Linked DNA regions of Mus musculus: regions 1, 2, 3, 4 and 6 are each linked to region 5. The links are chromatin contacts, called in public HiChIP or PLAC-seq and promoter capture Hi-C maps. All regions are on one chromosome and are shown on one strand. Each heading gives the region's core, a stretch centred on a gene start, on an enhancer-like site or on the middle of the called end of the contact. The rest is flanking DNA. Distances are from core to core; before and after follow the strand shown.

What was found. Promoter capture Hi-C pulls out the DNA fragments that hold promoters and counts their contacts. HiChIP or PLAC-seq counts read pairs in DNA pulled down with a chosen protein or histone mark.
Region 1: a contact with region 5 is called in an H3K27ac HiChIP or PLAC-seq map of bone marrow-derived dendritic cells, with 6 times the contacts expected there. The contact joins the enhancer-like site here to the promoter of Hbp1 in region 5. A contact is called at or near these places in 3 of 39 promoter capture datasets (hippocampal neurons and liver) and 1 of 115 datasets of contacts at active chromatin or transcription factors (bone marrow-derived dendritic cells).
Region 2: an H3K27ac HiChIP or PLAC-seq map of extraembryonic endoderm stem cells shows a contact between it and region 5, with 9 times the contacts expected there. The contact joins the promoter of Tmem18 here to the promoter of Hbp1 in region 5. A contact is called at or near these places in 1 of 39 promoter capture datasets (the C10 cell line), 1 of 484 Hi-C or Micro-C datasets (muscle stem cells) and 2 of 115 datasets of contacts at active chromatin or transcription factors (astrocytes and extraembryonic endoderm stem cells).
Region 3: a promoter capture Hi-C map of liver shows a contact between it and region 5, with 3 times the contacts expected there. The contact joins the enhancer-like site here to the promoter of Hbp1 in region 5. A contact is called at or near these places in 7 of 39 promoter capture datasets (the C10 cell line, cranial neural crest, hippocampal neurons and 2 more) and 2 of 115 datasets of contacts at active chromatin or transcription factors (embryonic stem cells and stem cell-derived neural progenitor cells).
Region 4: a promoter capture Hi-C map of liver shows a contact between it and region 5, with 4 times the contacts expected there. The contact joins the promoter of Sntg2 here to the promoter of Hbp1 in region 5. A contact is called at or near these places in 2 of 39 promoter capture datasets (both in liver).
Region 6: a contact with region 5 is called in a promoter capture Hi-C map of liver, with 5 times the contacts expected there. The contact joins the promoter of Sypl here to the promoter of Hbp1 in region 5. A contact is called at or near these places in 6 of 39 promoter capture datasets (the C10 cell line, the HPC-7 cell line, hippocampal neurons and 2 more), 5 of 484 Hi-C or Micro-C datasets (LSK cells, embryonic stem cells, nephron progenitors and 1 more), 6 of 115 datasets of contacts at active chromatin or transcription factors (the 230-238 cell line, astrocytes, cardiomyocytes and 3 more) and 1 of 9 other capture datasets (liver).

Annotation. Positions count from the first base shown.
Region 1 is chr12:33,168,545-33,173,019 of GRCm38.p6, forward strand. The region is part of intron 2 of Atxn7l1 (ataxin 7-like 1); the gene reads left to right. Among named protein-coding and RNA genes, the nearest start is that of F730043M19Rik, 23 kb to the left of the region's middle. Within about 2 kb of position 1,722, at least 79 of the 459 cell types and tissues checked have an H3K27ac peak or open chromatin away from gene starts, as enhancers often do. A contact at or near this core is called in bone marrow-derived dendritic cells, where this site is marked.
Region 2 is chr12:30,581,327-30,585,892 of GRCm38.p6, forward strand. It overlaps Tmem18 (transmembrane protein 18), which reads left to right and starts at 3,117. Exons shown (of 5, transcript NM_172049.2): 1 at 3,117-3,236; 2 at 4,144-4,264. The coding sequence starts at 3,180.
Region 3 is chr12:32,999,173-33,003,297 of GRCm38.p6, forward strand. All of the region lies in intron 2 of Gm40874 (a long non-coding RNA gene), which reads left to right. It also overlaps the pseudogene Gm24922. Among named protein-coding and RNA genes, the nearest start is that of Gm40874, 5.2 kb to the left of the region's middle. Within about 2 kb of position 1,314, at least 27 of the 459 cell types and tissues checked have an H3K27ac peak or open chromatin away from gene starts, as enhancers often do.
Region 4 is chr12:30,370,629-30,375,321 of GRCm38.p6, forward strand. It overlaps Sntg2 (syntrophin, gamma 2), which reads right to left and starts at 2,747. Exons shown (of 17, transcript NM_172951.3): 1 at 2,530-2,747. The coding sequence starts at 2,601.
Region 5 is chr12:31,947,623-31,951,755 of GRCm38.p6, forward strand. Hbp1 (high mobility group box transcription factor 1) reads right to left here and starts at 2,623. Exons shown (of 11, transcript NM_153198.3): 1 at 2,574-2,623. The coding sequence starts at 2,588.
Region 6 is chr12:32,951,397-32,956,040 of GRCm38.p6, forward strand. Sypl (synaptophysin-like protein) reads left to right here and starts at 2,790. Exons shown (of 5, transcript NM_198710.3): 1 at 2,790-2,963. The coding sequence starts at 2,895. It overlaps 4933406C10Rik (RIKEN cDNA 4933406C10 gene), which reads right to left and starts at 2,393. Exons shown (of 6, transcript NR_044986.1): 1 at 2,109-2,393; 2 at 1,802-1,975.

The DNA of each region.
Region 1 (4,475 bases), core at 472-2,971, 1.2 Mb after region 5:
CTTACCAGTATCCCACTAGGCTCTGGCAGTAGATTGTTCTGTTCTGGGCATTTTGTAAAAATAGACCTATAAAATATATGGCCTTTTATGTGTGGTTTCATTCACTGAATAGTTTCAAGTTCCTCTATGTTGTAGTATGTATCAGTACTTTGTTCCTCATTTCAAGTAAGTAGTATTCCATTGTAGGATATATCATATCATGCTATCCACACACCAGGTGATGAATATTTGTTATGCCCACCTTTGAGCTATTATGAGTTATAGTATAAAATACTTACATACCGGACTTTTGGTTTGCTTTGGGTTTCTGTGTGGACATACATTTTTGGGTTGCGGCAACATATCTTTCTGACTTTTTGAGCAACTGTCAGATGGTTTTTCCAAAGCAACTGCCTGGATCTCCATTCACACCAGCTATGCGTTTTCCACATCTTACCATCATTTGTTATTGTCCTTTTGTTGTTGTTGTTGTTGTTTTGTTTGTTTGTTTTTGAGACAGGGTTTCTCTGTATAGCCCTGGCTGTCCTGGAACTCACTTTGTAGACCAGGCTGGCCTCGAACTCAGAAATCCATCTGCCTCTGCCTCCTGCCTCTGCCTCCAGTCCTTTTTTTAAAAAAGCATGGTCATCCTGGTGGGTGAGGGGTAGAGTCCCGCAGTGACTTTGATCTCTGTTTCCCTAATAGCTAGCCATGCTTGCAGCCTTTCATTCTGCTCATTGGCACAAGCAGCAGCCTTCTTTGAAATTCTTTTTAAGTGCTTTGCCAGGTTGGGCTGTTTCTCTTTGTCTGTGATTTTACTTTTTGTGTGTGGTTGTGCCCTGTCTTCTTGAAGGTGCACTGAAGCACATGGGCTTTTTATTTCTGTGCCTGCCCAGGGATCAACTATTTCTTTTGCTGCTGGTGATGTATGCATCATTTTGCATTTACACCTGTATTCTTTTCCAAAGGTGTTGTGGCTGCAGCACACACATTTCCATCACCACTTCGTGTTGAGGTCCGGTTGCTTCTGTAGGTGGTAGGAGGCCCTGGCCTGAGTCTGTTCCTTTCCCTGTGTCTGTCCAGTTGTCTAACACGATTGTCAAAGGTTATGACTTTCCTCATTGACAAGATTTGCTTCTGGACTCAGTCTACCCTGGTGATCTGTTTGTTTAGTCTTAGGCAAAGTTTTTGAGATTAGGAAATCTGTGCTTTCCTGTGATGTGGTGCTGCAGGGTGGTTCTGGCTTAAGACAGTACAAGACCATTGGATCTCTATATGGATTTCAGGGTCATTTTGCAGTTTCGGAAAGAAGAAAACAAAGGCAGCTGAGATTCTCAGAGAGGCCATGTTGTACCTGTGTGCCAGTTGAGGCACTTGGACCGCTGTTTTAGTGGTTTTTCCGTCGCTGAGTTAAAATTACTTGCGGTAGCCGACTTATAAGATGGACTTGTGGTTTGAGAGGGTCAACCATGCTTAGTCACTCTTGGGCCAGTGAAGAGGCAGCTCATCATGGGGCTTTAGGGGGTGGGGTGAGAACATTGCAGCTAGCCACCTGTGGCAGCTAGGAGGCAAACAAACCTAGGTTCCAGTATTTTCTGACAGGGCATACCTCTAACTCCCTTCCCAGTAGTGCCTCATTACATACATGGGCCTCCGGGGCACATTCAGAGTCCACATTGTAGCCCCTGTCCTGACACTAGAACTTTCCATGTAGGCGTGGGTGTCAGAGGCTTGCGTTCTGGCCTTCAGTTCCTCATTTCTGTCATCTGTGTGTGCAGTTTCCACAGGCAAGACCACACTACTGGAGTTAAACTTATTCATAAGTGTCTTGTGTTTGTATCGCAATGGTCAATGGAATCTTAATTTCACTTTCTGATTGCTCATGACTAGGACATAGAAACACATACAGCTGGTTGTGTCTCTACTTGGAGACTTAGGAATTTCCTTCCTTTGCAAGGTTGTCTGCGTGTAAGACAATGAGTGTTGTTTACAACAAGTGGGCTTGCTTTTCTTCTTTCCGGTTGTCCTGTGGAGAATCCCCAGTGTGACACTACACAGAAGTGTTGAGCGTGGAATCCTTGTCATAAGCCTGTTTCTGAGGAGAAAGCTTTCCGTCTTTCCCTGTGAAGTATGCTTTGCACTGTGGGCTTCTCAGAACTCCCCTTCCTCATGTGGGCAGAGCCCCATCTGCTCCTTGCGAATGGTGGTTCTTCTCTTGAAGGTTGCTGGATTTTTGTCCTGTGCGCTTTCCGCATCCATCCATACGGTGGCATGGTTTTGTTATTCATTCTACTAATAAAGTGCTTTACTTGGACTGCTTTCCATAGGTTGAACCACTGGCACATTGCCAGGATGGATTCCATGGCTTGGTGATGTCTGATCCTGTTACTGAGTGCGCTGTGGTAGAATTTGGTCGAGGATCTGTACACCTGCCTTTTCTTGGCTTATGATGTCGTTGGACTCAGAGTTGGAAAGTGTTCCGTGTGACTCACTCTTAGTGACTAGAACATGACAAAAGTGACATCGGAGGCTGGGTCACTGTGGGTCTCTTGACTTCTACATTTCCTGGAACACTTACTGTTTGCTTTCTTTCTTGGAATCTATCTGCTAGTCTGTGAGAAGCCTAAGCCATTTAGGGCGTAGGTACTCTGGTAACAGCACTGACGGATCTTCATTCCAGTGATACCCAGCCTCACTGCTCAGCCACGTGGGTGGGTTCTTCACCCAGCCCAGCGGATCTGTTATGTGACCCAAAGGAAATCTGTCCAGGTGGGTCTACGTGGTCCACAGGAGAGATCATAATGGTTTTAGGACACAGAGAATGGGGATCATTCACTAAACAACGACAGAGCAAAAATCCATGAGCTTCAGCCATCTTTTAAACAAACCTTTCTGTAAGAACACTGAAAGTAGGCTGAGGGGTATTTTTCTTTTTGCCTGTTTCCAGCAAAATCACCATCTGACCAGAAGGCAGCAGTGAAAGGAAAGAGGGATGTCCCAGCTGGTGGGACACCACACCTGGGTGGCCAAGGATGTCCTTTTTTTGATTTCGGATTTTATTTGCTTATTGAGACAGAATCTCACACGTTCCCCAGCTGGACTTGAACTTTCTATGACTCTGAAGATGACATGGAACCCCTGTTCCTCTCCCTTACCTCCCAAGCGCTGAGATTATAGGCCTGTGCCTTCATGGTCCGTTTATCTGGCGCCCAGAATCAAAGCTTTATGCGTTCCGGGTAAGCACACTCTACCAACTGAGCCACATCTCCAGCCCCCCTCTCCTTTTCCCCTTTGAAACAGGGGCTCAGGTAGACAAGGGTGGCCTTGGACTTGCTGTGCAACTGAGGATGACCTTAACAGTGGTGGGAAAGCACGTACTGAGAAGTGAATCTCTCTGCCGGACTTCAGAGAGGTTTTGCTTTAGCATGGGACCAACCATAAAACTGGCTTTGCATCTAAGCCACCTGCTCCTTCACCCTCCTACGTGTACCTGTGGTGTGACAGCTCTCTGTGCCTTGCCAGTCTTATTAAGTCTATAGTGTTTTATTAGCTGATCCCCCCCTCACCCTAACTTCCTGCTGGTCTCAGCCACAGGAGAAAGCAGCTGAAAGGCCCTGAAGAGACAGGCATAACCTGGTCGCCAGCACCAGGACCAGAGTGGGGAGGGCCACAGGCACGTGGGAGAGCTTGATAGGCCACATATAGGCCTTCCCAAGTCCACACCAACCTGACAGGCCACCATTTGACAGTGCCATTTGGGAACTAACTAAGCAAATCTGTCGCTTTGAGTGCTTGGATGTTAGCTTTCCTTGCTGTGATCTATGTGTTGGTAAACCCTATCCTTTATTTAAAGAAAACAAAGGGCCTATAATTCATATACTGTTCTATCAATTTTCATGATTTTGACTATGCATCTCAAAACCACAGCAAGATATCACTCCATATCTGCTAGGATGGATAGATACGAACTAATGTGCATCTTTTTTCTTTAAAGAATAATGAAAAGTGTAAGTATTGTAACAGGGAAGTTCACAGTAGCACAAAGGTAGACTCAGTCACATGTCTATAAAGCAGTGACTGGGTAATCAGAAAATGTGGTTCATCCCTAGAAAAAAAGGAAGACCTGACACTTGCTACATTGTAGACACATCTCAAAAACCTTGTGGGAGTGAAGGGAAGACGTAGTCCCCTTACTATATATAATGTTTCTAGGAACTGTCCTACTAGAGTAGGGCGATTTAGAGGGATAGATAGAGAATAGATTCAAGGTTGTCAGGGCCTGGGCAAAGAGAGGAACTGGTGAACGTGGAATTCCTTTTTGGAATGGTAAAAACATTCTGGAATTGCACAGTGGTGATGTTTGTACACATTGCCAATTGTGCCCTTTCAAGTGGCTCAAATGATGACTTTGGGTTGTATGAATCTTCAAAACTTTCCAAGACCAAGCTGTACGCCACATTCATGGTTCTTGCTGTTGGGTAACAGCCTGCATTGTT
Region 2 (4,566 bases), core at 1,867-4,366, 1.4 Mb before region 5:
ACCAAAAGAAGAAACTCAGAAGGAAGACCCTGCCCACCAAATGTGTGTTGGGTTTCTGCAGCACCCGGATTGAGAGGAGGTCGGTAGAGTGTGCCAGGGCCTTCAGGAGCTGGACTCGCTCATCAGCCCGGAACACTCGGGAGCTGGACTCGCTCATCAGCCCGGAACACTGATCTCCAGGAGCGAGGGATCCTTCTTCCCCTCTAATCTTCCACCAGAGTTGCCGGTACCTTGTTAGAGCAGCCCAGAGACGCCAGCACACAGAGGACAAGGCTGAAGAGGTGAAAGTGAGCAGCCAGGGGACTCCAAAGGCCTGGATGACTGTGAGGACACCATGGCATCAGAGCCAAAGGGCTGGGGGACAAAGGGAGGAGCGCTGAGAAAAGAAGACAGGGCCTGGCCAGAAGAGGAGGGCCTGGCCTGACAATGGAAGGGGTAAGGGGTCTCAAGGGCAAAGGACAGCTGTGAAGTGTTCACACGAAGCACTTGAGAAGTCTTGTCTGTGTTGAGAGATCTCTAGCTGTGGCATAAAGAACTGTCTGTGAGACAGAAGCCTGCGGCAGGGACACAGTACAGGTGTAGAGGAAATCGTAGACTTCAGGTACCTCGAAATGAAGGTAAGAGTCCTCATGTGCTGCCTGTGGAGGAGTTTGAGCTGGGGCAAGCCAGGGAAAGCAATGCAGATCGCTTAATAATAGGTACTCATGGCTGACTCCACAGCCTAGGAATTCAGTCCCATGTCACCATCATGGATGCTTTTAATTTCCTTGGTTGCAAATTGGCCAGAAGGGTGGACCCCATCACCATGACAGAGCAACTACAGTTACTCTTCATTTCATATCCTCACTGATGTCGGTCCAAAAATCATCAGGAATAGCTAACCCACACACCAACTCTAAACAAATGACACTAAAACCACTGAATAGGGAGGGTCCTCGGCTGGGTATCGTGGACACGCCCTGTGTTCCTTAAAGCACAACTTTAGAGCACATCCAAATGACCTTGACACCACCACCAGCTTCTCCTCCCACTCCTCCTCCCCCACCCCTCCTCCTCCTCTTCTTTTTCTTCCCCATTTCCATACCTTTGGTGAAGAGGCATACTTTGGGTGGAGCACATACCTGAGAAGCAGAGTAGCCCAAATCTGAAAAGTACAGAGGAGGTAACAAAGACAGCCTGGGCGTGCCTCTGGGAGAGAGGAGGAAGCCTTAGGTTGGGCAATGCTAAATGGATGGAGGATATTGGACTACTACATCAGAGCCCATTAAACGGTGAAGAAGACAGACTATGACTGTCACTGTTCAGACTAGTGGAGGTGGCTATGGCATCAGTGATCACACCACCAAGGGAAAGAGCAAGCCCTGATCATATGACAGAGGCCATGCACGTGTGCACAGGTTTATGTTCTGACATAAAGACTTAGAATCCTGGGTCCTCACTGTTTACACGAGCAGTTAGGAGAACTTCACACATGAACTAATTGTGTTTAACAGCCTCCTGTGGATTGACTTAAAACCATTAAACAATGCATTACCAGTTCATATTCCATGGCCTGCCCCTTCTCCAATAACATGTGTAAAAGTAAGATGGCTCAGTCTGCATGATCGTGGATACTCCAAACTGTCCAGTGTTATGTCACCCTTGAGCAATCTACCACCCCAGAATTGGGATAGCATCGCCAGCCACACAAGGTTACTAGGGCCATGTTTATCCCATAGATCCATAGAAACACCACTATCTTTGTCTATTCTAGATCAATGAGTTAGGATGTGAATGGCCAAGGGGAAGAATACTGTGCCCATCCTACATCTGCAAGTACTGACTGTATATTCATTGCTGGCCTTGGGGGCAGATACCATATGCACCAGTCTACTGGATAGGGCTGCTTCACTATGTCCTATTGATGGAATGTCTATCTCGGTTTCGTGGGACAGGAATCCTGTGGTACAGACACCATTGGCAGCCCATTTCTCTGGGTAAGGGCTGTGTGGATTATAGGATTCAGCTGCTATCTATCCAGCATGGTGAGACCTGACACTATATTCATCCTGGGACTTTTTATTTCATTTTATTTACATCCCAAACGCTACCCCCTTCAGGTCACCCCTCACAGAGACCCTTTCCCACCTTCCCTATCTCCTCTGAGAGGGTGAGCCCCCACTGGGTATTCCCCCAACCCTGGTGCATCAAGTCTCTGCCAGATTAGTCACATCCTCTCCCACTGAGGCCTGTTGGGCTATGGATACCACAGTCAGGCTACAGCTTTAGGAGAGCCTCTGCCCCAGTTGTGTGTGTGTGTGTGTGTGTGTGTGTGTGTGTGTGTGTGTGTGTGTGTGTGCACATGGAGACTGAGCTGCGCCTTTGCTGTTTATGTTTCAGGGGCCTTGGTCCATCCCATGTGTGTTCTTTGGTTGGCAGCTCAGTTTCTGAGAGTTCCCAGAGGTCCAGGTTAGTTACTCTTTTGGCCCTCATGTGGGGTTCCCAGCCCCTTAAAGACCTTCAATCCTTCCCCCAACTCTTCCATAAAAGTCTCCGACCTCAGTCCAGTGTTTGGCTGTGGGTCTCTGCATCTGTCTCAGTCAGCTGCTGGCTGGAGCCTCTCAGAGGACAGCTATGCTAGACTCCTGTCCCCAAGCATAGCAGGGTATCATTAATAGTGTCAGGGATTGGTGCTTGCCCATAGGATGGGTCTCAAGTTGGGCTGGTTATTGGTTGGCCATTCCTCCAGTCTCTGCTTCATCTTTGTGCCTGCATTTCTTTTAGGCAAGACAAATTTGAGGTGAAAAGTTTTGTGGGTGGGTTGGTGTCCTTATCCCACTGGGGTAGAAGTGGGATTCCTGCCGGCTGCCTGGCGGGCTACTGGAGCAAGGATGCCATCGGACCCTGGCAAACTCTCCCCAGCCGCCGGCTGCATCTGTGGAACCCACGAACCCTCCGCTTTCTGGGCAGTCTGGAAGAAACAGAACTAGGTGAGCACGTTGACACTTCTTACAGAAATGCACTACTGCAATAACGAAAGTTGGACGCTCTTTTAAAAAAAAAAAAAAAAAAAAAGTCAGAACTCTCGCGAGAAGAGCCAAGCGCCAGGTTCGTACCCGTAGATCTCGCGAGAAGTCTAAGCGCCTTTCCCGGCTGTCGGAAGCTGCGGACTCGTCCCGGCTGTTGGGATCCCTGGCGCGATGTCGTCCGCATACTCAGTCCGATCCTTCCCAGTCAGCATCCCTGCGGTGATCATGGTAACTCGCAGGCTCTAAGTGGCGCCGGCGTTTGGTGGGGTTTGCTAGTTCTTGCGAGAACTGCGCAGGGGCGGGCGGGCTGCCTGAAGCCGCTCCCTGCTCCGCTGGATGGGGCAGCTCCCGGGTGCGCACCGGCCGTCCTCTGAGTCCCCAACACCAGTGTTCACCCCGGTGGCGTCTTAGCGCCATACATTGACTTCCCTGCCAGTGTCTGGAGAGACTCTCAAGTGCGCTGTCTTTCCGATGTGGCACAGAAGAGATGAGCGTTACCCAGTAACTGGACTTCAAGCTGTCCCCAAGAGCTTTAGGGCTCCAGATAGAGGAGCTGGTCTTGCCTTGCGGAGCCGTGCCCTTGGAAAATGGCATGGGAAGCTCTAAGAAGTCGGGACTAGGAACTTAATATTAGTTGGAGACAGAATCAGAAAGATTGGAGCCTTGGGGACTGTACTTAAGACCCCAAAGCACACTAGCCGGCTGCATGGTGCAGAAGTGTCAGGGACAGTCAGCTCTGCAGGTTAGGATGGCTCTCATTTCCAGACCTCCATGCACAGAGGAGCTTGGTGTACGCAGCTTCACACATTCCAAGTTAACATGACTTTACTTAGCTCGTTAGTTTAGTTGATAATAACCCTCTAGATTTCACCCAGTCCAAAGAGGCAAGTGGACAGTAGTTTCCATCCTGTGTGCTCAGACTTTAAAATCTTTATATAAAAATCTGTGACTGTGTTTGCAATTGAGGCATCGCTGTTTCCTCTCGCTTGCTCCTGCTTGTCTGAGAGTTCTGGTTGTATACAAACACCAATGGAAGACCCCCAAACTCAATGGAAGGGACCAGTAGCTCCCACTCCCCACAGGAAAGCAGTTTCGTTTCGCTGCCCTCCAGGTTTCTAACGCTATCTCCTCACAGGAGACAGACTGGACAGAGCCGTGGCTCCTAGGACTCCTTGCCTTCCACCTGCTGTGCCTCCTTCTCACTTGCTTCTCCTCACAGAGGTATAAGCTACAGATCGGGCACTTCCTGTGTCTGGGTGAGTAGGAGAACCTTGAATCCCTCTGCTCACTCTCATTGCTGCGATACTGCCCCTGGGTTTGTTTGCGTTGTGTTTTCACAGCGTTTCCCAAGCCTTCATTTCTATATGGAGATCATGAAGTAATCTTTGGACATGTTCTAGGTTGGTCACTAAGGATGCCAAACATCTGTACACTAAGATGTTGATTCTCTTATGCTGACTCTTACACAGATAATTCCTGCTTTGAGTTCAGTGCAATTTATCTCTCATGTAGATGTTTTCTTGCTGGGGTTAGTCCCATACTGCCTGCTCTGGAAATC
Region 3 (4,125 bases), core at 64-2,563, 1.1 Mb after region 5:
AGGCTGCAGATTTTTTTGTGTGTGTTTTTTAAATTTTATTTTAAATTTATCATCATCATCATCATCAATGTGTGTGTGTGTGTGTGTGTGTGTGTGTGTAGATAGTATATGTGTCACAGAGGGCATGTATAGGTCAGAGGGTGACTTTGTATAGTCAGTTCTCTCCTTCCAACTTTATGTGGGTCATCAGGCTTCTGTGACATGCACTCTCACTCCTTGAATCATCTTGCTGGCCCATGTGAATGTTACTAAGGGGAGCCCTGGCAGCCCTAGGACAATAGCTGCTCTTGGTCTGCGGTAGCCTGGAGAGCACTGTATAGGAACTCAGTTGCCACTGACCCAGATGATGTCAGATTGCTCTGCCACTTAGGCTTTATTGGGAAAAAGAGGATTTGAGAGGAAAGATACAAAAGATTTTAAATGGTCATTTTGTTTTTTTTTCTCCCCTCCTCTTTTATTGTTGTTAGTTTGTTTTTCTAGACAGGGTTTCTCTGTGTTGCCCTGGCTGTCCTGGAACTCACTCTGTAGACCAGTATGGCCTCAAACTCAAAGAGATCTGCCTCTGCCTCTCTGCCTCTCTGCCTCTCTCTCTGCCTCTCTCTCTGCCTCTCTCTGCCTCTCTCTCTGCCTCTCTGCCTCTCTCTGCCTCTCTGCCTCTCTCTCTGCCTCTCTGCCTCTCTCTCTGCCTCTCTGCCTCTCTGCCTCTCTCTCTGCCTCTCTGCCTCTCTCTGCCTCTCTGCCTCTCTGCTTCTGCCTCTGATGTGGCTGGCGCAGCCTTAATCATGTGGGTGTTGTTAGGCCCGAGGGCCTCTTCCATCCTTGTCAAGGGGAGTGCTAAGCGTCAAGGGGAGTGCTAAGCTTCTCTGTTTTCATTCATTTTTCTCTTTTTTCCCCTCCCCCTCTTATTCAACACTTTTTTCCCCCTTTGAGACAGAGTCTCACACTGTAACCTAAGCTGGCCTCAAACTCAGCAGTCAAGTCTGGGATTTCAGGTGGGTGCCACCATGCATAGCTTCAAGATATCATTTTTGTGTGCCTACAAAGGACTTTGCATTCTTTTGGTGGCAGGGAGAAGGGAGACAGTATCTCTTCACATCGCCCTGGCTATCCCGGAGCTCACTAGGTAGACCAGGCTGGCCTCTGACTTTGTGGCTCAGGAGTTTGCATTCTTAACCAGGACCAGGAGAATGGTGAGATAGGATATGAATCCAGGAAATCAACAATGACCTAAGGAAGTGACATTGAGCCACCTACAGCATGAGGCCCCGAGTAAAGGCTCTCCTACATTATACTTGGAGGACGTCCTCACATCCATGAGATCACCATTCATCACCGTTAAGCATCATTTCCCAGAACTGAGATAAGAGAGGGACTCTCCCTAATTTCTGCAAAGAATTCTGTGTTTCCCAAGTGATTCTCATCTCCATGGCAACACTGCTAGTAAATACCCACTTTCCTAATACTAGCCTCCTCAGGCATTGCAGGCTTCAGACGATCAGCTGGTCACTGATTAAGAAATTGCTATGTGTGGGTACCACATGAAGCAGCTCATACTAATTTTAACTTAACCTGTACCCAGAGACACAGCTTTTATTCTTCCTCTCTAATCAACAAAGAAACAGAAACACAGACAGGTGGGTAACCCACCCAAAGACACACAGCAGAGCCACGATATGATCTCATATATTTCTGGCCCTTTGGCCTAGCACTTATGGGGAGGGCTAAGAAGTATAACCCCAGCTTGGCCAGAGCGGGATGGTTTGGAGACAGCAACCACATCCTTCACCTCCTGCAAGTTCTATTGAGCCTACACCCCTCCTCCTCAAACAGATCTACACCTGGCCTCGGATGGCAGAGCCAACATGATTTCCTATGTTCTACCTTTGGAGGATAGCCAATCCGTCTTCCTGTAATGAGAAGAGCTTATTTAGAGAAAATCCTCCAAAGAAAGAGTCACAGAGAGAGTCTCATCATTTAGGAAAACAAGTGGCTTAGCCAGGAATGGTGGCAATGCCAAGAATCCCAGCATTCAAGAAGCAGAAGCAGGAGAAACCTGAGTTTGAGACTCACCTGGGCTATGCAGAGAGTCCTTCTCTCAAAGAAAGAAAAAGAAAACAGGAAGTGTATAAGTGAATATTTTCTGTATTACATGGAACAATCTGCAGTCAGTATGAGGCTGGGAGAAGCAGTTCAGGGGAATGAACAGACATTCTATAGATCATTTCAGGAAGGAATCCCACTCATCCTGAACACAGGACTTCAAGTTTAAACAGGAAGCTTTGGAGGCAAGGAAAGGGCCAGGAGACAAAGGTAAAAGAAGGTGTCTCTCCCCTAGTGTCAAACTCAGCATTTAGACATACCTCAGGGCACCCAAGGTGAGGCCATGTTTCAGACATGGTTGGGGTCCTCTCATCTTTAAGTGAATTGAAGGTACTAAGGCCAATGGAACCCTTTTCTGAAACCCCACTCCAGAATCCTTGAAGCTGATACCTGTGATGCCATCTAAGGTGCAGGAACCTGATTTGCTTTCTCCACCAATTAAAGAATTAAAAGGCAGGAAAGAGTTTGAAAGTTAAACAAAGCCAAAGTCTATCCAAAGTAAAGCAGCAAGTGCAGAAGCCGACTCTTGTGAAAGGAGGGGATGGAGCCCAAAGGAGTCCTGTTGGGGTGCCAGCTGACACCTGGACATCAGAATCCCCTGGAGGTTCAAGTCTCATGATCAGACTCAAACAATCTCTAGGACAATGTCAGTAGTGTTTAAAAGTTAACCCCCAGGGCACGCAGGCAGTGAATGTAGGTGGCTACACAGAGGAGGAGGATGGAGAAGAGAAGGAAAAGGCCACACTGTTTCAGTTACACTGGCTTGGAGGTCAGATGCAGCAGACACACAGCCACGTGGCAAGGAGGAAGGCTGTAGAATAAGGAAGCCCAAAGTACCAGACAACATTAAAGACAAGCAAGCAAGCAAACAAAAACCAAGAGACAGAGTAAAGAAAAAAAAAATAAAACAAAAAAAACGGGTTGCTAGAAAGGTGGACAGATCCAACCAAACCTCACGGCTTCCCACTGGGGATTGTACTCATAGGAGGGAATTCTGGGATAGAAAGTGCAGCATCTCTTTAACTACTCCACCTATCGATTTAGCCTGGCTTAAAGTGGGCCTGCTTCCCTAGAGGCAGCCCCTTAGCCAGATGATCGACCTCACTGACTGAATTCACTTTTTTTTTTCCTGTCTTGAGTAGCTTGTCTCTACCAAGGCTGAAGATTTCATTCTCTTGAGTAGAATGAACCAGTTTTCCCTTAATGTTCTGTCAGACAGACAAGAAGTTGCTCTGGTTGGAGGCTCGGGGTTGGTTCTAGTAGACAGCAACTTCAGGGAAGGAGTCAGGAGAGCCAGAATGGGATGCTCAGTATGGGTGACCACAAAGTCAGGCGCCCCAGGAGCAGAGATTCCGTCCATTCCTGTGAACAGTGGGGACACGTCTAATAAAATGCTAACTCCGGGGGCCCTGGACAAAGGGAAAGGGCTTGGATTGCTAGTCTGCCCTATAGCGTGGAAGCTTTGAGGAGAGTGAAAGCAGCTGCTGGCTGGGCCAGTGGGCTTGGCATCCGTGGGCCACACAAATGCTGGAGGAAGAGGGGCAGCCCAGGCTCGGCGCCCTGAGGTCTGTCCCTTAGCTGGCCAGAACCACAGGCCCCACCCTTCGATGCCTGATGATGGAGGTAGAGGGAGATTCTTGACTGAGTGAAGAGTCCACCCTTGACTGAGCTAAATAGCCTCTTCAACATGAGCATGAATGTCAGGCTAAATCGATAGGTGGAGTAGTTAAAGAGATGCTGCACTTTCTATCCCAGAATTCCCTCCCATGAGTACAGTCCCCAGTGGGAAGCTGTGAGGTTTGGTTGGATCTGTCGCTATTGGCATGGGACCCTCTGACCTCCAAGGGGTTGAGATGCAGTGACACACGGCTCTTCCGGTCCAATGAACCCAACCTTTGCAGCCAGAGTGGCTGCCAGGCCATCAAAATGCTCATCATGGCTCTTAGTCCAGGCTCCCCACTGGCCTTAGAGTGTGATGGGGAAATGAAGTTGTGGGTTTTCCTGGTCCTATACTCTCTGAGCTTA
Region 4 (4,693 bases), core at 1,497-3,996, 1.6 Mb before region 5:
TTGTACGAGCCATCCTGGAATATATGTCTAGATTACAACCAAAAACTATACAGATAAGTAGATATGAGAAGTTGTTACATATATTTCAGAAAAAAGGGACAAATTTAATTTCTGATATTTTTAACAAGTAAATTCAGGTTTCTAAATTAGATCCTGTTTACATGTTCACCATGAGGCATGTTGTCTCCTGGTAAAAATCAAGTAACTCCTTGTTTTAAAATACATGGGATTGGCCTATGATGTCACAGGCACCAAAAGAAATTCTATTGGTGAGATCAAAAGTGTCTGAAAGAAATAAGGACGCACGTAACAGGAGCAGGAAACAAGGGGGAGTATTGGGATCCTACAGTGTCTGCTTAACTTATCTCTGCAGTAACAGCGGCTCTGGAAAAAAAAAATGGCTAAGAGATTCCCTTACGAAGCGTGCCTTCAAAACGACTAGAAATCTCTGCACCTTCCCATGGGCAGGGTAGATCATCCTATGAATTTACAGCTTACCAGTTCACACTGCTGTGCATTGAAGGGTGACCACTTAAAAATAAAAAAAAAATTACACAGTAAACACAAGTCCTGCTAAGAACTGCAGACTCTCAGTCTATGGAATGGTTGGTTCTCAGAACAGAACTTTAGGAAATGGCCTAACTCAGAAAATGTGTGTGAGACACCAAATCTGGCCCAATTGCTAGTATTCAAACAAGCAGCCATTATAGTGAATAATTATACTTTTGACGCCAGAGAGAAAAAAAGTCAGACTACATTAGATCCAGTATAATTATTTTTCTAAGTAAATGCTCTAAATTCTGTGAACTGAAACGATGGCATAGCTAGGCATTGCAAAGCTCAGTAATGTTATGCACAGTAATTGTTAAGAAACTGCAGAATTCTTCAAAGGTGTCTATGCTCCTGGGATTTGTTAGACACCATTCATCAGAGGTTCAAGTACTGCAGCATGAACTGCAGGTAACACAATCCTCGGATTCTGAGAATGTGCAAGTGTCAATCTTGGCAGATTTACTTTAAATACAACCCCGAACCTCAACACAATGGAGTTTAGCACTACATTACTGCAAACAGTTCCCTTCAAGTCCAGTTCTGATGGGCCATCTCACATCATCAAGGTTCCCGTGACACATAAGATGCTGAACGGGTCTTGGGACTGTCTTGCGACTTAGTGATTGACGTGGAGCTCAACAAGCTTATTTGAAGACTTCTGTGTCATGCATGCACTTAAAACTGAAGTCTGCCAAAACTCACGGAGAGGTTCAAAGTAAAACAAATCACTTCAAGTCTTCCTCTAATGGTAACCGTTACTAACAAGACTTGTTGCAAGAACATTCCCAAAATGCACTGTGGGAGGACATTCTATTCAAGTCCTGAGAGATATACACCAGAGAGCCAGTGGCACTTGCTTTCTTCTATTTCCAGGTAATCTAAGTGGATTTCCTAAGGTATGAGTCCCATCTGCTGTACTTGGGTAACTACTCACATTACAAAGTATTAAAAAATAATTAAAACAAACAAAAAACCCAAATCCCACCACATTCCACCCAAAATGTGGACGATGTTGAGGGACTCTGTAGGATGGTTCAGTTTGCAAAGCAGATACACTGGTCTTGACACATTAAACATACCACTGTGCACTAGCTATTTCTGAAGCCTTGTGACTGGACAGTTAGCAGCCACTCCAGCCTACAGTCTTAGAAACCTTTGTTACCCTAAAAGGACCTTATTCTCCTGTAGTGCTGAAGGCTTGGGCTCTTGAGCAAAGTTAAAAAGGAGGCGTGACTGCACCCCAGGACACACGCACACAGCTTCCTAAGGCCATGATAAACAGCTGCTGGCTTGCACCCTCTCCAGAACACTTGGCTGAGCTGTGTGGGTGGCAACTTGAAGGTTTCCAAGAACTTTCCGTTTTTGTTTAAATCAACATTTCAGGGTTTTGTCAATCAATAGTTTCGTTTCTTTTAAAAATAGGGGGGTGGGTGGGTAGGACCTAGAATAGACTTTTAAAAACATGTTGCAAAGTTGGCCCATCAGCATTCTCTTGGTTTCTGGGCGATACTGAGCTGGTGGCCCAAGCGATAGACAGAGGCAGTTGGCACCACACCTCATCAAGGGGACAACAAGAAGCCCTGCATAGTGCCTGAGTGGCTGCCAGAGCCCTGCCTACGACCAGAGAGACCACTCCTTGGAAGAAATACTGGACAGAGCCCAAACCCCATGGTCTGGAAGCCTTAGTTACCACGCTGTAAAGGAAAGCACCTGTGCCCCATGACCCAGATGTTAAAGATAAGAAAATAAAAACCTGCACGCTGTAACTGTGAGGCAAGGAAGACAAGATTGCGGTGCCCAGGGGCTAGTGTTATCCACTATGCCCAGGGCCCAGAGCCAACCCCCGCCCACAAGAGCCACCCGGAAAGGGGGATACAAGGACTCAAGAAAGGAGGAGGCGCTGGGAGAGGAGGGTAGGCAGGGAGACTGAAGGGACTCAGAGGTTGAGGAAGAGGGCCTCCAGGGGACCCCACTCACCCGCGCGGGCACCAGTAGGTGACTAGGACGCCCGCGGGGGGCGGCCAGGGACTGCGATCCCTCGGCGCTCATCGCCGCCCACGCGGCTAGGCGTGCGCTTCGGGCTCCGGAGCTCCTAAGTCCAGCGCCAGCACGGCGCCCGCGCCCCTCTGTGGACGGGCTGGGGCGGACAGAGCCAGCAGCCACTGCGCTAGCAAGCAGGGCAGGCACGGAACCCCGCCCACCTCCCAGCAGCCCGGCCCCTACTACTCTGCTCACCGCCCACCAAGCCCCGCCCATTACCATCAAGCCACGCCTCATGCCCGGTAACCCCGCCCATCAGCTCTGCCCTTCCACCTCCTGTCAGTGAGGGGTGAACTGGTTTGTGAGCTGGTTGCCACCTCCTTGCTGAGACCATCACTTCCCCCACCTCGGTCAGCAAAGTAGAAAGCTGAAACAAGCTCAGATGCGCGCATCCCTTAGGGTTGGAAGGCTAACCGGGCACCTGGGTCATGGGGGACCAGGAAGCTATTACCAGTGGATTCTGGTGATACCTTCACTGTAGCCACTTCTGCTGGCAAAGCTTCTTAGATTCTGAGTGTAGTGGTACTTTGTCCTGACAACAGCCTTGGGTCCTTTTGGTGTCTCCGGACTTCCACACAGTAGCCTAGACTGGCTACCCTAAGGACCCACTTTCTGGGAAAAATGAGAGCATATGAACATACTAAGTCCTTCAGCCTCAGTGGTCTCCATTCCTGTATGTCTGTCTTTTCCTCTCTTGGCATCTGCTTAGGCTCCAGTTCCCATCTGAGGGCAGCTTGGGATCTGTACCCCTAATTTCACTCTGCCTCCCACAAAGGGCTCCAGCTTAGTCACCAGTCCCAGTTAAGAACGTCTCTTATTTGACCAAATTTGTAACAAAAGAAATGTCATAAAAGTGATATTGGGTTTTATAGATTCATATCATACTAGTATAAATGTAAATAAAAATTAGTCTGGGCTAAAAGTCTATGCCTGTCTGCACCCTCACCCAAGGGTTGCCAATACTTAACTAAAAAGCAAACATATTTTCCTCCCTCTTCAGGTCTTATACCTCAGCCCCATCACTCACAGGCATGTATGTGCCAGTGGACAGCACCCCGCGATGCTTATCTTTACTGCTGCACTATTAGGAAAGACTGGCAGTCTAATGTGGGGTTTTCATGGCCCACAATGGACAAACAAACCATGCACAGCTAAAACCTGAGCAGCCCTGGGCTTGTGACCCAGCAGTACAGGAGCAAAGCTTTCCACATTCCCAAGTCTTATTTAGCACCTGCCTACAATTCTGCGGCTTTGGTTCATGGACAAAGAGGGTTATGACCATCTTTTTATGCTTTCCCAGTATAAAAAGCGAGCCTTAGATGACTGGATAAAAAAATGTTTAGCAATTTTTGTTTGTAGAAAAACCTAGCATAAGAATGAGGTCATGCAACTCATTTGAGGTTGCGTCTTGCAAAGTAGATGGGTTCAATCTCTGAGAAATCAGAGCTCTAAAGATAGACTTCTTACAAAGGGAAGACTCATCCCATAGTCTGAAGGAGAGACAAGCATGTAGTTATTCATCATGTTAGAGTTGGTAGACTGCATATTAGTTCAAATTTTGCAAGTAGAAAACGACTTGGGCATCCTTTGCTGAAACCTAAGCTAATCATTAATTTGGTGAATTCTGTGTCTTTCTTGGTGCTCATTGGAGCCCTGTCTGTACTCATTCTGTTTCTTGATTCAGGATAGGTGACGTGCACCGGGGCTGCCTTGGGAAACTATACAGTTCAGGCTTGAATTGTAATTTCTCAGATTTTGTGCATCAAGAGCTAGGGTTGCTCGTAAGAGTTCTGCTACTTCATTTCCAAAACAGTGGGGATCCAGTTCACAAAAGTTAACAGTAAAACACTGACCATCCAAAAAAAAAAAATCTGAGCAGGCCTATGTGGTGTGAATTTCCTACAGTTTGACTCAGAAGTTTCCATGGTGCAAGTAGAGTTGTTTCCGGAATGTTCCCCAAAGTGAGTCACTGTCTCCTTAACTATTACCTCCAGTTAGCAGAAACACTGTAAATGTCTCACACAGCCATGGTGACAGGAAAGCCACGGCACTGAGAACCGGGTGAAGCTGGTGCATTGCACCTACAGTCGGGAAGAAGGAA
Region 5 (4,133 bases), core at 1,373-3,872:
AGCTAACTATGGTCTGTAAACTTCAGTTTCAGATGGTAGCTCCCACTACCTCTTCTGGCCTCCTTGGGTACTGCAGGCCATGTACTACAGAGACAGACAAGACGACAAAACCTTCACACGCATAAAATAAAAAAATAAATCAATGTTTAAATGAAATGTTTATATGACAGAAAATACTCTCCTAAACTTAATTACAATCCTGGACATTTTCATATTACGACAACCTGTAAAACAGCCTCTTCTTTTTTTTGTTCAGACCTGGTGGGCTTAGCACTCAGGAGGCAGAGGCAGGAAGATCACTGTGAGTTCTAGTCCAGCCTGTCTATACAGTGAGTTACAGATCACCAAACAAGCAAGGCAGCATTTCTATAGCAGCGTTAATAGCTTTTTATTTTCAAGGATTGCTAAGGATGGAAGACTGACAGGAATTCAAGGCCAGCCTGGATTAGACATCAGACTCTTCAGGACAGGTAGTTCAATGAAGACTATGCCATCTGTCTTCTCTCTCTCTCTCTCTCTCTCTCTCTCTCACACACACACACACACACACACACACACACACACACTGAAGTAACCAAAAAAAGTAAAAAAAAAAAAATGCTCTAATAAGGTTAAATTTTAAATTTCACTCTTTTTTTCAAGTAGCCCTGGCTGGTCTGGAACTCAGTATGTGTCCAAGGTCATGACCCATTTTTCTGCTTATACCTCCCAAGTGCTGGGGTTACAGACCAGGTATGGGTTTAAAAAATTCTAACTTCCATAATGAAAATGTAATATAAAGTATGACCAGGAGTAAAGTAAATGCAGAACAAAATATGAAAGTACACGGAATTATTACTGACTTTGGGTAGTAACAATTGAAATGATTCAAATTTTCTGAATTATGAGATTTGTTTTCCCCTTCTTGTACACATGTGAAATTTAAAACACAGAAACCATCTGCCGTTGTTTTATTAGCAGTTGGGGAATAACAGGAGAACTTGTAAGAGAGTACTGACATCTTTATTTCCAGCCGATACACAGACCAGATTGTGGTGCACACAAAGAACCTTCAGGCCCAGAGTCTAAAGATAAAATACAATAGTGATAATCTGACGGTATATTAAGAGCGGAACAAACTGCCTTTCAAGTTCACTTGAGAAATGTATGACAAAAAAAAAAAAAAACACTGAGAGGGCATCCTTGTATTTAAGTCAGGGAAGTTAACAAAGGAAGGGCTTTCCCAGGAAGAAAAGATAAATAGGTTTATAAAACTAAACTGGGAGCTATAATAGAAAAAAATTTAAAAAGGTTCTGAAATTTACTAGTCGAGTTGAAGTAATGTTCAAAAGCCTAAGGTATCTCGAAAACTTGTCTTAAGTTTTCTTTTTTCAATGTAACTCCACTTCCCCCAATACTCTTGGTTCGACAAAGCTGGGGTTAAAGGGAGAGGTGAAACACCGGAACCAAAACACAAAATTACGGCTCCAAATCACCGCTGTAACTACTTAAGTATTTATAATTGCTAAAATCATTCTTCGACTGTAACCCATCCTAAACCCCCGCCCCTCTCCCTAGAGAATAAAGCTCCCTTAAGCCCAACTGAGTCCCCCCCAGCAGGTACAAAGTGCCAGGAACCGTGTCCCGCCCAGCTGTCAGTGCCTTCGCCGGCTGAGAAGTCCCAGGGAGTGAACTCCGGAGCGCTCAGCGCCGGGAGCACGCGAAAGCGAGGCTCGGGAAGCCGGCTGCGCCCCAACTCCTTTTTGTTTTGTTTAAATCGGCCTGCAGAGGGAGGAGCCGGGCCTCGCCCGCGGGCCTAGTCGCCGGGTCAGGCCGAGCAGCGCCTCCCGGAGCCGGCCAAGTCCACCCCCACCTCTTTCGCCATTCATCGCTTCCTCCCCTCCCCCCCATCATGTGACCGCAGCCTGGACGCCAGGCTTGTTTTTCCCCCTTAGCGCAGCCCCACCGCGCACCGCGCAGGCGCCTCGGAGCCCATTCATTCGAACTGCGTAACAATGAGCCCCGGGCCCGACGGCTCCGCGAGCTCCCCCGCCCGGCCCGGGCCCCGGAGGCAGCTTCGCCTCCCCGGAGCCCCCGGCCCGCTGGAGCTCGCGGCCGGCGTCCGCCCTCGGCCCCCGCAGCGGGGAGTGGCGAGGCAAACTTTCCGGAGCCCTCCGGAGCGCCAGGCCCCTCCCCTGCCCCGGCCCCTTCCCCGCCGGCCCCCACCGCGAGCGCCACCGAGCCCCGAGCTCCGCCACCCCCACCACCCCGAGTCCTGGGAGCCGCGGCCGTCCAGGCTCGGAGAGCTCCCGGGAGGCCCGGACGGCGGGTTCCGCGCAGGGGATCCAGTGCCCAGAGTCCCAAGGGTCTCCGCTCTCGCGGCCGCTGCCCGGCCCCGAAGCTCCAGCCCCTCCCTTGCCCACCCCCCACCCCTCAGAAACCCCGCGACCACACAGAGTCAGGACGCAGGCCGTCTGTCGCGACAGCGTCGCCAGCTGCTTGCCTGCGCGTTTCCCGACGGCTGCCCACCTCTCTGTGGCGCGCCGCGACTCCCACCGCCGCGTTTACTCCTCAGCCGAAACTTTCCTACTTACCAAACCCGTCGCCATTACCAAGTCTTTCAAGCTTCGTCTTCCCCCTCCCCTGAAGCCCCCGGGGGGCTGAGCCTTCGTCCACCTTTCTCGTCTTTAATTGGTCTGAAGAACTGCCACTCTAAGGTTCCGCCTTTCCATTGGAAAGTGCCGTAGTCCGTCTCGGTGGGCGGGCATGTATTGACTTTTCTCTTGTGTTTACTGGAGAAGGTGGCTTGTCAATCACTACAGAAAGCGCTTTGGATTGGATTGCTGCCGAGACACGGGGGACGGGAGCCAAACTTTGCTATCGAAGTGGATTGTGGGTTAGTAGTCTCAGCCTTGCTCCTTAGCTGAGGAAATTACCGGGGGGGAGGAGCTGACTGAACTACATATCCCAGAGGTACGCGCACAACGCAGTCTTGATAGTAAACAAGAGTCATAGGGACACGTGTATCAGCTCGTTTGTTTTGGTGTCTGAGACAAAAGGGAGGGGGCGGAGGATAGGAGTGTTTTAAAGCCAGGGCCACCTCTCTTCCTTTAGGCCTCCCAGAGGGCCTAGAGCGTCCTTGGTTGGGTATTTCAGCACCCATTCCAGGCCATAAACAGCAGAGTCGCTTGCTGCTCAAAGTTTGGCTGGTGGCCAAGGTATTGTTTTAGTGCGAGGGGAAGAAGATGACTGCACAAGCGGAAGCAGTGCAGGCTAGCCAGGGACTTGATCACTTACAAATCACGGCCCAAGCACGTTGGGGATTACAAAAGTTGATTCAGTACTGCCCTCCCTTAGCAGATGAGCTAGACAGATTTTTTTTTTTTTTTTTTTTTAAACTTAACCAGCCCTTGACTCAATACGCCGCCAACAACAACTGGGGAAGATTTACCAGTGTCCAGTTTGACCAGAATTAGTTGAGACACAGCCAAGTGCCATGTACTGTAGGGTTTAAGAATGAGACAGTATCGGACTCAAGAATTTATACAGCTGTTTAGAGTACTGGACTATTGCTTTGAATTTGAGGCATTCGAAGCGATGTTTCCTTATTGGCCTACATTTTCTTTTAAATTAATACAGAGGAGTGTAGATAGACTGTATTTGTCCGAAGTTAGTTGCTAGGTTACTTGTGTCTTTGGTGAATATTTTTAACTGTCTCTCCCTCCCTAAGCGTTCAGACAGAAAACTGCCTTTCCACTCTGTTTCTACTAGAAGTTCCTCCTGATTTTTCTAAGGGAGTTACCAAAAGTGGGGAATGGCTTTTCTGTGTTAGTTGCTTCCTTTTAAAGGAGGTTGCTCATAGCATCTGGGTGCAGTCAGTCTGTAATTGGCATTTTTACTATTCACATTATAAGCATTACTATAGGCATTATTGAGCTTTTTTTCTTTGAACATGAAGTGTTTAATCATGTAGGGTATGGATTAGGTTTTATTTCTTCCTATTACTAGAAATGTGCTGAAATTGAGAAAGAAAGGAGTACGAATTCTGCTCAAGTCAATTTAGGGAAGAGCTCGAGGTCATCTTTCAAAACTGCCCGCATTTCTAGACCTGAAAGCTACAGAACAAAACCAGTAAACAAAAGATTTACTGGTAC
Region 6 (4,644 bases), core at 1,540-4,039, 1.0 Mb after region 5:
CAAAAGTCCCCCACACCCCCCCCACCACTCCCCTACCCACCCACTCCCCCTTTTTGGCCCTGGCGTTCCCCTGTACTGGGGCATATAAAGTTTGCGTGTCCAATGGGCCTCTCTTTCCAGTGATGGCCGACTAGGCCATCTTTTGATACATATGCAGCTAGAGTCAAGAGCTCCGGGGTACTGGTTAGTTCATAATGTTGTTCCACCTATAGGGCTGCAGATCCCTTTAGCGCCTTGGGTACTTTCTCTAGCTCCTCCATTGGGGGCCCTGTGATCCATCCAATAGCTGACTGTGAGCATCCACTTCTGTGTTTGCTAGGCCCCGGCATAGTCTCACAAGAGACAGCTACATCTGGGTCCTTTCGATAAAATCTTGCTAGTGTATGCAATGGTGTCAGCGTTTGGAAGCTGATTATGGGCTGGATCCCTGGATATGGCAGTCTCTAGATAGTCCATCCTTTCGTCTCAGCTCCAAACTTTGTCTCTGTAACTCCTTCCATGGGTGTTTTGTTCCCAATTCTGAGGAGGGGCATAGTGTCCTCACTTCAGTCTTCATTCTTCTTGAGTTTCATGTGTTTAGCAAATTGTATCTTATATCTCGGGTATACTAAGTTTCTGGGCTAATATCCACTTATCAGTGAGTACAGGGGGTCTAGCGTTAAGAGACAAATCTGTGATTAGCTCAGAGTGTTGGGTATAATTTATTTAAAACAAACAGTTGTGCTTGTCCAGTGTTGGTAGGTATAGTCCTTAGGCTACATCAGAGGACGTTCAGGCTCACTCAGTGTGCTGAGTCAGGATACTCTGGTGTTGTAAGCTCCTCTGGTATTGCAGCCTTACCCCCCCCCCCCCACACACACACACACACACAACTGCTCTTAGGTGGTCTTGCCTACTTTTAGTAGTGCAGGATAAGATGACACAGAACAGAAAGCAGCAGAGACTGGAAAGCAGTGGCGGCAAAATGGCACACACAGAAGTAGCAGGTACCCTGTGTCTAAGGCGGCAGAAGTGAACAGTCCTAGCAGCTGAGGTAGAGAGCCAAGACTAACGGATAAAACCTTATAATCAGCCAGAGAAGAGCAAGGGCAGGCCCTGGCACCACAAGAGCTCCAGATAGCTGTTAAGCCTTCAGGGCCAAAGGTCTCATCCTGGGCCAAGAGCTGCCAAGGGTTGAGGAACCCCAGTGTTCTAGACTTACAAACCGGAACATTTGTAAGGTTGAGTTATGAGGGCTGCAACACTAGAGGGTGCCACTTGCTGCTGCTTCTGTCGGGATTCAGCCACCACTCACTGCTGCCTGACAGAAATGAAGGCTACAAGAGACCAGCTCCTCACTTGCTTCCCCTGCCTATCCTTCCCACAATTCCTATCCAACTGTGCAGTCAAGCAAACCTCAGCCAGCTGCCTGGTGACAGGACTACAGGAACAAACCATGGGAGTACAAATTGTTTCAGACCTCTCAGCTCTATAAAGTTGCAAGATGAGCATTATCCCATCCTGTTAGCATCTATTTCATTTTGAAATTACATTGAATATATTTTTGGCTATTTTGTATAATTCTACTTTGAATACTTTTTCCTTTGAAGCACAGCTAAGTGATTTACTTGTGGGTTCCTATCCAACAGGTCTCAGCAGAAAATAACTTTTTTTTTTTAAGACTTAAAGAGAAATGCTGAGTGGAATACACGGAAATAAGAGTGAAGGAAGGAGGAAGTGTTAGCTTGGTAGTAACTGTTCATGGGTAGTGGTCAGTTCTAATGGAATACTCCACTGACATTTAGGAAATATAAATAAGTACCTGGGAGCTGGAACTAGGATCCTCTGTGGCAAAGATCTTCCTTCGATGTTGGTGTTATCTCACCATGCATGAAGACAGGCCACTATCCCAACCCTCCAAAAAAGGCCAGGCACAAGGAAGCCAGAGAAGAGATGTCTAGATTGGTCCCATTCTGGTGGCAGGAGGGAGTGTTCCCTAAGACAAATCATGAAAGATGAGTTAACTTGACCCCCCCCCACTCCCCCGCCCCCCCCCAAAAAAAAACGGCACGAAATACAGGCCTCGCCAAACGGGGATAGAGGTGGAGAGATGAGTTGTCCTGTGAGACCTGTCAAGCCATGATCTCAAATGGGTGGTCTTTCTCCTACTCTGGCTCCAACAACTTTGCGATGTCTGCGGAAATGTTTGGTGAATCATACGTTCAAGCACCCTTACATAAGGCAGGTTCGCCAGACGGCCGCAGTTTTGCAATAACTATGACTTTAAGGGCCCTGAACACGAGCTTTGAAGTGAGGCTTTGTCTGTGTACACACTTGACACATTTGCCCAAAAGTTCAGAGCACTGGGAAGAAAACGGGCCGTTGTGAGGGCGGGCAGTCACAGCCACAAAAGGGCATAGCAACCAGAACGCCACCGAGGTGGAGGGCCGTGCTGCGCAGGCGCAGCTGTCCCCCGACCCCACCCACCCCCGTCGCGCGCTCGCAAAGGCCGGAAAAGAGTCTGGGGCCTAGGGAGCGCGCGTGCGCGTTAGAGACAGAGCTAGGCTTTGGGGAAGGGGGCGCGGCACACGCATGGCTTCCAAAGCCAACATGGTTCGTCAGCGGTTCAGCCGGCTGAGTCAGGTGCGGCCGGGGGAGGAGCCAGCCCTTCCCAGTCCCTCCTCGGCCTGGTCTCGGCTCGCCCTCTCTGTCTCCTGGGCGCGGACTCAACGGCCGCCCGGCCCCGCCTTAAAGGCCAGGCCGTCCCGCCCCGATGCCCCTTCGTCCCCACCCCTCCGGCCCCGCCCCCAGCCCCGCCGGCTCCGCCTCCCGCTCTCGCCGCGGAGTCGCTCCGGTCTCGCCGCTCCCCTCCTCCGCCCCGCGTCCTGACTCTCTTCCCTCCTTTCCCTCAGAGGATGTCCGCCTTCCAGATCAACCTCAACCCGCTCAAGGAGCCGCTCGGCTTCATCAAGATCCTCGAGTGGGTGAGTGCAGCTTGCGACGCCGACCTCGCCCGGTCCAGCGCGGGGCGCCTTGCCGGGAGGCGGGGACGCGGTCGTGAGGGAGTCCCCCACGCTCGAAGGCCGCGGGGCGGAGATGGCGGCCGGCGTCGAGTCGAGTCGCCGGTGTGGGCGGCTTCTCCCGGCCGCCCCTAGCCGCGGAGGCGTGGAAGCTCGCTCGCTTTTTTTTCTCAGGCTCCACTGCCATCCGCAAAGGAAGACAGGATTTCCTGCTGCGGTCCAACTGATACCGACCGCCCGGAGGCCCGCGGCTTCCGCGGGCGAGGCTAGACCTGGGTTGCGCCCTTCGCTGGCGGCGGGTATGGGCTCCTGTTAAAAATAGTGTGTGTCAGAGAAGCCGAGGCAAAGCCCTTGCCCCGACGCATTAAATTGTCGGCCCATTTAACGCCTGGCCTGGACGTCGAGATTGTTTATAGCAACATCCTGCTTGGAAAGTCAGCTTTCTGCCCTTTCCTGCCAAGCAATCATTAACATCAAAGGAGACTTACAAGTTAGACCTTGTCACGTGCAGCTAGTTTATCAAGCTCTGCGATTTTCCTTCAAACTTAGCGGCCCACTATAGTTGGGTGCTGACTTGAAGAGTTAATGTAAGCACTTGGCATTTATTTGCCCCGTGTGCAGTCAGGTAGTGTTTCGTAGCCGATAACGTTTAATTCCTTCACAGTTCATGTTGAGGGTGAAAAATAAGAACTCTCCGGTTTCGTGCGTGTGTTTTAACGAAGAGCTTGAAGTTCTCCGATGACTGATGACTGCTCGCTCTGATTTTTGTATTTACACTTTATGCCTTCAATTTTGTGAAAACTGAAATGCTGCTCTTGCAACTGGCAAAAGACACGTGACTTTCTGTGCAACCCTAAGTTTAGAAGAAGGTTGTTATTTTAATTCCAAAAGTCATAGGGGAGAAATCAAAGAAATGTGTGTTAAGAATGAACCTTACATTTAGTCTCATTGAATGTTACAATTCAGTTTAATAATTTAGATTTTCACTTAAGTAAGAGGCAGCTTATATCTTTTCTTGAATATTTTAAAGTAGGAGTAATTTTGTTGTGTGCTGAAATTATCTTTAAGTTTCTTAAAATAATACTTTGAGTTTGAAAACCTTTTATTACACAGGCAGTAAGTTTGTAGTAAGACTATAGAGTGTTAATGGTGTAGTGAGTATTTACCCAACAAATATTTGAGTAGGTAGCATATACCAGCACTGTGCTAAATGCCAGCTTACAGATGTGAATCAAACTCTTTTTCTCATGATCATTCAAGGATGTAATGGAGACTATAAAAATGCCATATGGTAAATTGTGTGTTAGAGATACTTGTAAAGTAGTAGGTTAGACAGGAAAGCATCATTGGGGAAGACTTTATAGATGGAAGAATATTTGAAGAGTGAGTACTAGTGAGCTAGGGATTGGCTTTCTAGGCAAATAGAGTCCTGTTAGTGGGAGGAAAAGTTGAAGCAGCCTATGTAAGTAGGTTTTTGCTTGGATGAACATACTGGGCAAAAGTATGGTTCTAAATGATTATAACAAGTTCAAAGCCCTTGTTCCTTCTGAGGGTAGTCATGAAAAACTGGTCCTATGTGTACAAGCTATAGAATATCAGGTCGTATTTAGGTAGTTTCCAGTTAAGCTCAGATTCCGAGTCAATC